2 separate regions of the Gasterosteus aculeatus genome follow, and region 2 is linked to region 1. Evidence: chromatin contacts called from public Hi-C data. All regions are on one chromosome and are shown on one strand. The core of a region is the stretch at or near the end of the contact, and the rest is flanking DNA. Distances in the headings are between cores, read along the strand shown.

What was found. A called contact is a pair of places that touch in the nucleus more often than the background predicts.
Region 2: a Hi-C map of skeletal muscle shows a contact between it and region 1, with 4 times the contacts expected there. The contact joins the enhancer-like site here to the promoter of ppp1r3aa in region 1. A contact is called at or near these places in 3 of 6 Hi-C or Micro-C datasets (skeletal muscle and tail fin).

What each region holds. Positions count from the first base shown.
Region 1 is chr4:28,422,241-28,425,982 of fGasAcu3.hap1.1, forward strand. ppp1r3aa (protein phosphatase 1, regulatory subunit 3Aa) reads right to left here and starts at 1,979. Exons shown (of 4, transcript XM_040173977.2): 1 at 264-1,979. The coding sequence starts at 1,207.
Region 2 is chr4:28,514,779-28,518,520 of fGasAcu3.hap1.1, forward strand. foxp2 (forkhead box P2) reads left to right here. Exons shown (of 18, transcript XM_078101794.1): 15 at 1,211-1,332; 16 at 1,604-1,673; 17 at 2,556-2,887. Among protein-coding and RNA genes, the nearest start is that of mdfic, 28 kb to the right of the region's middle. Within about 2 kb of position 1,668, at least 3 of the 9 cell types and tissues checked have open chromatin away from gene starts, as enhancers often do.

The DNA.
Region 1 (3,742 bases), core at 729-3,228:
TGAACACCCATTACAGAGGACTTACATAAGGGCTTACTGTAACTTCCTCCAAGTGAGCAGCACAGTTCAAACACTCGCACTGTGCCAAATTTCCTATCATGGCAAATGAGCAAGTTGGGACCCTTTTTGGACACGATAATAACTTCTACACGAAGGGCGCATTGATGGATCCCAATAAAGCCCTATTCATTTAAACCGCGTCTACATCGCGCCGTCTTTTGTCACAGGCATGATGTGTTTAAGATCGAGTTGGCTTCCCTCACCTGTTGGCTTTGAGACAGCTCCTCTTGCTGTTGCAGCCGATGCTCTCCTCCTGGACCTGAACCTCATGCTCCTTCACGTGTCCCTTCTGGTGGCAGAACAGCACATAGTTCATCTCCTTGCAATTAGCCCAAAAGGTGCCCACTGAAGTCTCATAGCGCAGACATATCTCCACTCTGGTCCCCTCCCTTTCAAAAGGAGGCACCAGAGTGTGCTGGAAGGTAAACCTGTCGGTTTTCCAATCACTAGATCCAGGCACGTACTCCGCTGACAGGTCAAAGAAGCTTGTCCAGCGGTCCAGGGACATCCGGGCATAAACGGATTTGGTGTAGCAGAGGTTGACCACCCTGACGGTGCCGCGGAGCGTGGTGGTTCCCGGCAGGAGCTCGATGCTTTCGAGCTCAACCATCTGCTCTCGCAGCCTCTGTTCTAGCTCCTCTGGGGACGAGGGGACCGTGAAGAGACAGGACACGTAGAACTCCTCCGGGTGATGGGTGGCCTCGTTTTTGGTGTGCCGGTTGACTTCTGACTCCGCCACTTCGGGATTGTCGAACTCCTTGACCGATACCAGGTTTAGGCCGAACGCATCTGCGAAGGACACCTTCCTCCGAATGACCGGTGGGGGCTCCGGTTCGGAGTCCTCGTCCGTTTCCTCGTCTGTGGCGGAACCCATCGGGGACGAAGCTTCCTTTCCTCCCTCTTCCTGCTCCCCATTTCCTTGGCTTTCCACCTCCATAGCCTCCCCTTCCTCTTCCAAGGGTGGGATGTGCAGAACATCCATAATGTGCGAGGTGGGGTGGGGGGGGGGTCTGCCCGTACTGCCGTCCGTCTGGCTCGGAGGGAGGCACAGACCAGAGTGCCCCTGACCTGGCAGCAGTGGCACTGCAGGAGGGGGAGCAAGGAGAGGACGTGACTTGACGGGTGGAGTTTGGTTACAGCTGGACATTTGGAGCGTGAGCCAGGCCTATTAATAGGACACATCTAACTCGACCGTGGCAGGCCAGTTATCCTCTCAGTTATCATCGTACGACGTGTTTGGTAGTTACTCAAATAAATAAAGGGAAACGCAGCTTTTATAAAGCACTTTCAAGAACATGTTTGAAACACATGAGCGGGGTGTCTGTATTTTGTGAAAATATTCTGTGCCCCAAAATAACGATTTGTTTTTCAACAGTGTGGGTTAATTAAGAACACGATAAAGATAAGGCTGAAATGGAAGTTTTAGTATGAGTACAATGGTATACAAGGTCTCCGGGTCGTAAATCATTTTATCACTGTGAGATTTACTGTAATATGTGCATGTAAACACGTAGCTGGACATCTTTATACCAGAAGGTGGTGTTGCTCCTGGCAGGATTTGCATAATAGGAAACTAGACAGACAGTTGGTTCTCCAGACTAAAACATGTCACCATTGATCACATTCATATTATAGTTATTCTAACTTTGCACTGATATTGATTCCTAAATGAATTGTTGTGACCTCTAGCGCCATCATCAGGTCAAAATGTCCATTTGTTCAGAATTTTGTATCATGAAGAATGATTGGCATGCTAAGATATTAAACTAGGTGAAAATCAGAAAGGCACATTAGCATTTAGCTCAAAATACTGACACAATCAGGGTGGTGTGATTGTTCACATAGGCTATAATCAGTTACACACAGCAAATATCTGTAACAATGTGCTACCTTTATATAAGAAACTATTCAGTTAATGATTGTACACAGACAGGTATGAGTAACACTGTTTCAGGGGATTTCTATGATTTTATACACCTGGATCCTACAGTAAGTTGACCTGCACCCAAATGAGCTAAATCTGACCTCTGACCTCCACCTGTAGACAGAAAAGAAGAATAAAATGTTGTGTTATCATCGATGATGTCTCAGATAATTATTGCTGCTGATTCTGTGATTGAATACCTGCTGATCCTCTTGTATCATTGTGTATCATTGCAGCCTTCATTGTTCAGGTCTATTGCATCCTGCAAGAGAAGACTGGGGATTGTCCTGTTCTTTGTAGCGAGTAGAATTTGTGTGTGTGTAGATATACTGGATACCCGCATATCCAGTATATCTTGTAAATAGACTTTAGGGCTCGTTATACGATCCTTTCCAGGTAGGTGAGCCACTCTTTCTCCTCAAAGGACCCTTTGTTCCATGTTTTCTTAAAGACAAGGGTTCTATTGTTAGTTTTAATTGCACCTTTTGTCTTTAAATAGTATAAAAGAATTCTCATTTGCAACTTTGGTAAAGGCAGATGTATACAAACTAGTGTTATAAATGCTATAGCTATACAACTCTCTAAATAACTGCGAACATATTTAGGTATACATTCGTAATACTGTTACATTCATTCATTTAAAAAGTACTTAGCTGCTACCAATCAGACAACACTAGATTTAAAAAAAAATTCAATTCAAGGGTTCACAACTAGAAAGGAAGCTGACAAATGAGGGAATAACCTGCTGTGAAGACAGTAACACAGTAATCAAAAGCTGGATCAATTCCTCTTTTCAACTATCCAAGCAAATGTGTTTGCTCCAATTATTTTGTCAGCCCTTTGAATTTATTAACAAAAGATAAGTTTCATGTCTAATGTAGATCAGTAAATGGCACTGTGTGATCAGATTACAAAAGAAATCTAATATGGCAAATACCAGATTGATTAAATTTGTACTTTCCATCCCTTCGTTTGTTTTCCTCGGACACTTTTAATAACAATCAGAAGTGACCACTAGGTGGCAGCAAACCACCACATTTACGCCAAGTTTGTTTCCCCTTCGCATCCTCACCACTTCCTAGAAGCTGTTTCCTCCTACTTGTTATTTGAGGATTTTTCAATTAGCATTACGATATATGACACAAACAAAACACGAAAAAACAATAAATCAAATGATTGCATGCTAGAAACACTATACGGCTACCCCGTTTTTTTACTCGAACAACACATGAATCATCATTTACTCTTCATTTTCTTTTTTTAAGCCAGGCCAGTCTTTGGACATTATGGATTTCATGGATAGTAACGGCATATTTATATCAATAACAATCACTAATGAGGACAACTATTTTATGATTTTAGTCAATATAACTATCGGGGCGAAAACACATTCAGACGAAAGAAAAATAAATGTGGACCAATTATATTTACCACAATAAATCAGTATAAAAGTCGTTATAATCAACATGAAATATAATTTTGAATATTGATAATAGAGAGAATAAGACGGGCGTTTGTAACATGTTTAAAACGTGTCCCCCCCCCCCTTCCACCTTTCTTTCTTTCAGTTGATAATATTCTGGACAATCATTTCTTGACCGTGAACGTCTCAGCGGTTTAAAAAAAGAAGAAAGAAGACAGCAATGCCCTTTAACCGCTGTTAAATGTATGATCTACTAATACATGAATAAATAGGCTGAATTACTTTGTGAAGGTATGACAGTGGAGCGGATAAGGAAAAAAGTGCATCTCCATCTT
Region 2 (3,742 bases), core at 418-2,917, 92 kb after region 1:
GGCTCTCACAATGATCTATTTACATCCACATCTCCACTATTCCCTTTGTAAGCATTAGGGCGGTGATCAGCGTTTGGCTTGTCGTTTGATTAACGGGTGAGATTTTGTTTTTTGTTTTTAAAGAGGGAAGAAGAAAAGAAAGGAAGTTTAATATCTCAGCTTGGTCTGAACAGCTCAAAAAAAGACCCCCCTCGTCCCCCCTTTCTCTCTGTTTTTCTCTCACCCAGAAGCTTATTAGTTCTAACTATATAGCATGCATAATAAAACTGCTCATTTGCTCATTAATATTAAAATTATCATTTTCACAGCCATGGGCATTAAGATCAATCAAATCCTGGGATTTTCAGGTCAGATGCGAAATCTGCTTATGAGCTTTTTCTTCTTTTTTTTTTGTCCTTTTTTCTTTTAGAAAGAGCAGTACACACCGACATAAGGGAGATGATAAATATGGGTGGCAGATATATTAAAGCCAAGGTTATTATTTGTAGAGTCTGATGCATGTTTTAATTATGGTCGTATGGTCATATTAATATAGGAGCGCTTTTTTCAATACGCTTTCTTTATTTTGTAATTATAAAAACACCCCACTGGTTTATTGTATGATTGTACGTACATTTTAATTCAAACACAGCTTTTCAGAAGTTTGAAAGGTGACGTGTCATTTAGGCATTTATTCAACGGCCAATGTGACCCATTATGGAGAATATTTGGACATATAGATGTCAGATACACTTCATCTTAATCCTCCCTATTCTTTCAGGCACACACACACTCCCCAGTACACACACACTGACACAAGGGCCTCCTGATGACTGTCTTTTTTCTTGCAATTCTGTCATCTTTAAAGCGATGTGTCCATTAAGAGAAATGCTTTTCTGGAGCAGAAAGGGTTACTGACATCACCATTATCAAGGCCGGCATTACCACTTCTGTCACCACCATAAGCCATTCGCTATGCTGATTACCTCCTTTTAGCCTACTTACTCTGATTGATATGTACTGTGTGCAGGACTTGTAAGAGCATTCGCTCTCACTCAATTTTTACTAATTAAATCAATGGTGCGTGAATGTTAAGAATTTCTTCCAAATGCAAGCAAAAAAAAAAAAGAAAAAATCTATTTCCAAGCCTTCTTCTTTCCTTGACGGTTAATGAACGAATGTGATTCGTTTTACTTCATCCCTCTGACCCGTGTGTCATGTCTCTCTGCAGAACGCCGTTCGCCACAACCTCAGTCTGCACAAGTGCTTTGTGCGTGTGGAGAACGTGAAGGGGGCGGTGTGGACGGTAGACGAGATGGAGTACCAGAAACGCAGGTCGCAGAAGATCACAGGGTACGAATGCTGTCACCTCTCCTTAGATCCAGATCTGAAGGTCAACGACATGTGGAGGATCAGAGGGCCTGATGGGTTAGGGTCCTCCTCTCCGTCTCCTTTTCTATCCAGTTATTTCTTACCTTTTAATTATGTGGACTGTTTAGTCTTCCATCCATGCAGCTTTTTTGACTACTATTTAATATATTTTCTGTTTAAACTGATGACATTATTGGGAACAAGGCAAGTTCCAGGTTGTACTCATTTCTTTTCTGTTTGAATGTTTATCCAGAAGCCCGTCACTTGTCAAGAACCTGCCCTCCAGTCTTGGCTACGGAACTGCACTAAACGCCAGCTTACAGGTATGAAGCAAAAGCCTCAGAGAAGCTCTGACTCACCAGCCACCCGTTTGTTTGACTGAACACCGGCTGACCAAATTTCTGTCTGAATGAGCGCGGCTTGTCTCCACATTCACAAACGTGGTTGCCTTTTTTGCTTTTGTTGTCCTTATACTCCTTATTCTCTGCTTGTGTTTTTCCTGTATCCCTTCTCCTTCTGTCTCCCTCTCTATCCTGAACACCGTCAAACTCAGAAGGCCACCCTGTGGTCAAATCCGGAAGCAACTCCCCTCCACTTTCTTTCCCTTTCTCTTCGCTGTGGCAGCCACCAGAGATTGGTAGTGGCATGTGCAAATGCAAGGGCATGTGCATTAATATTTATCTAAACTGTCATAAATGATTTGGCTTCATAGTGTACGCCGGTGAGGTGCTTATAGCAAAAACTTGAATCCCTGTATACAACTTTAATGCACAGCAGGCAAAAGTGTCGGGAGTTTTTATTATTTTGAGGTAAAGTTTTGAGGGACTTTTTTTAATAGCCACTCCACAGAAGGGCAGATGAATGGCAGCTGGGGGGGGAGGTGGTTGTCAGCAAGGTGTCACAAGGTGGATAATAGGCAGCCACAGAGTGGAAAAAAAACATTGCGACGAGTGTGTTTTAATAATTACTGAAGGAAATCTTACCGTTCTCTCACCTGCCGTATGTCATGCATCCCCCCCCCCCCCACCCTCTCCCTCCACACGCCATGCCTGCCTCCCAACATTTACACGTTTAAACTATTACACCCCTTTTGACATGCCTCTCCCCTAATACCTTTCCTGCATATTCCACCAACCTTCATTTACACTCTAATCCTCAATATTCCGTTTCCCTCCCTCCCTCCCCTCCCTCCCTCCCTCCTGCAGGCGGCCCTGGCTGAGACCTCCCTGCCCTTGCTGGGGACCCCCGGCCTCATGAACAGCGGCTCCACGGGCCCGATGGGAGGCAGCTGCCACGGCCTCCTGGGCGGAGATCCGTCCATCCTGACGGGCTTGAGTCCGCCCGGACTGTTGGGCGGGAGCCCAACCGGAATGTTGGGCGGGAGCCCGCATGGCCTGCTGGGCTGCAGCCCCCCGTGCACGCTAAGCGGCAGCCCCCCCACCCTGATGCACTCTGCCCACGACGGTTACAACGGCTCACTCGACCACCTGGACACCAACGGACACGGCAGCCCCGGGTACTCCCCACCAGTACACATGTGAGTACCAACAGATTACTCCAAGCAACGTATGTGATGATAACATGTTCTGTATGTACATTCGTGGGAACACACTCTACTGTTGTAAACTCTGTTTCGGTGTTCATTTCATTCTTTTTTTCTTAGGTAGTCAAGTGAAAATAAGAATGTGAACCAACGAAGTGAACTCATTATCCTCTGACCCAGAATCCCTTCCTGAGATAATTGTGTCACACACAGACCCCCCCCCCCCCTCACATCCTACAGTTTTTTTTACGTGTACCTATTTGAGAATGCAAGCACGTGTTCAACCAGCCACCTTCAGTCCTCCACTCGCTGTCCTTCTGCCCTCTGTTGGTTTAATTGCTTGATATTTAACCCGTGGTATCAGTATGTTCTTCAGTTTGCCATGACCCGAGGGCAAGGTTCAATTTGCAATATGTGTCGTATCAAACTTCTCTCTTTGTCTCTGTTTTGGTTTTATTTGAATTGTTTTGTGCTAATAGCTGAGGTGAGCCGGACGTTTTGGATAACAGTTGGTTCTAATTCTATAAATAGACCCCATTACACATTCATCTTTAATTACACCACAGTGTGCTTTGCAGGGTTTTAGCTGCTATATTTTACGTGAGACAGTTCCCATTAATATTGAGTAACTGTAATTACTTTAAAAATCCCTCCTTTTCCCATCTCTGCTTTAATGGAGCTGAGAGAGAAAGAGTGTTTAGAAAAAGAAAAATAATATGAGTAATGTGAGTTTCAGGAATGTTTCAGGATGTTTTCGGGGAAACAGACGTGCGCTCACAAGGCACACGCGAAACAAACAGATATCGCACTTTAATGATTCTCATCCGCTGTCCATCAAAGCTCATGTTG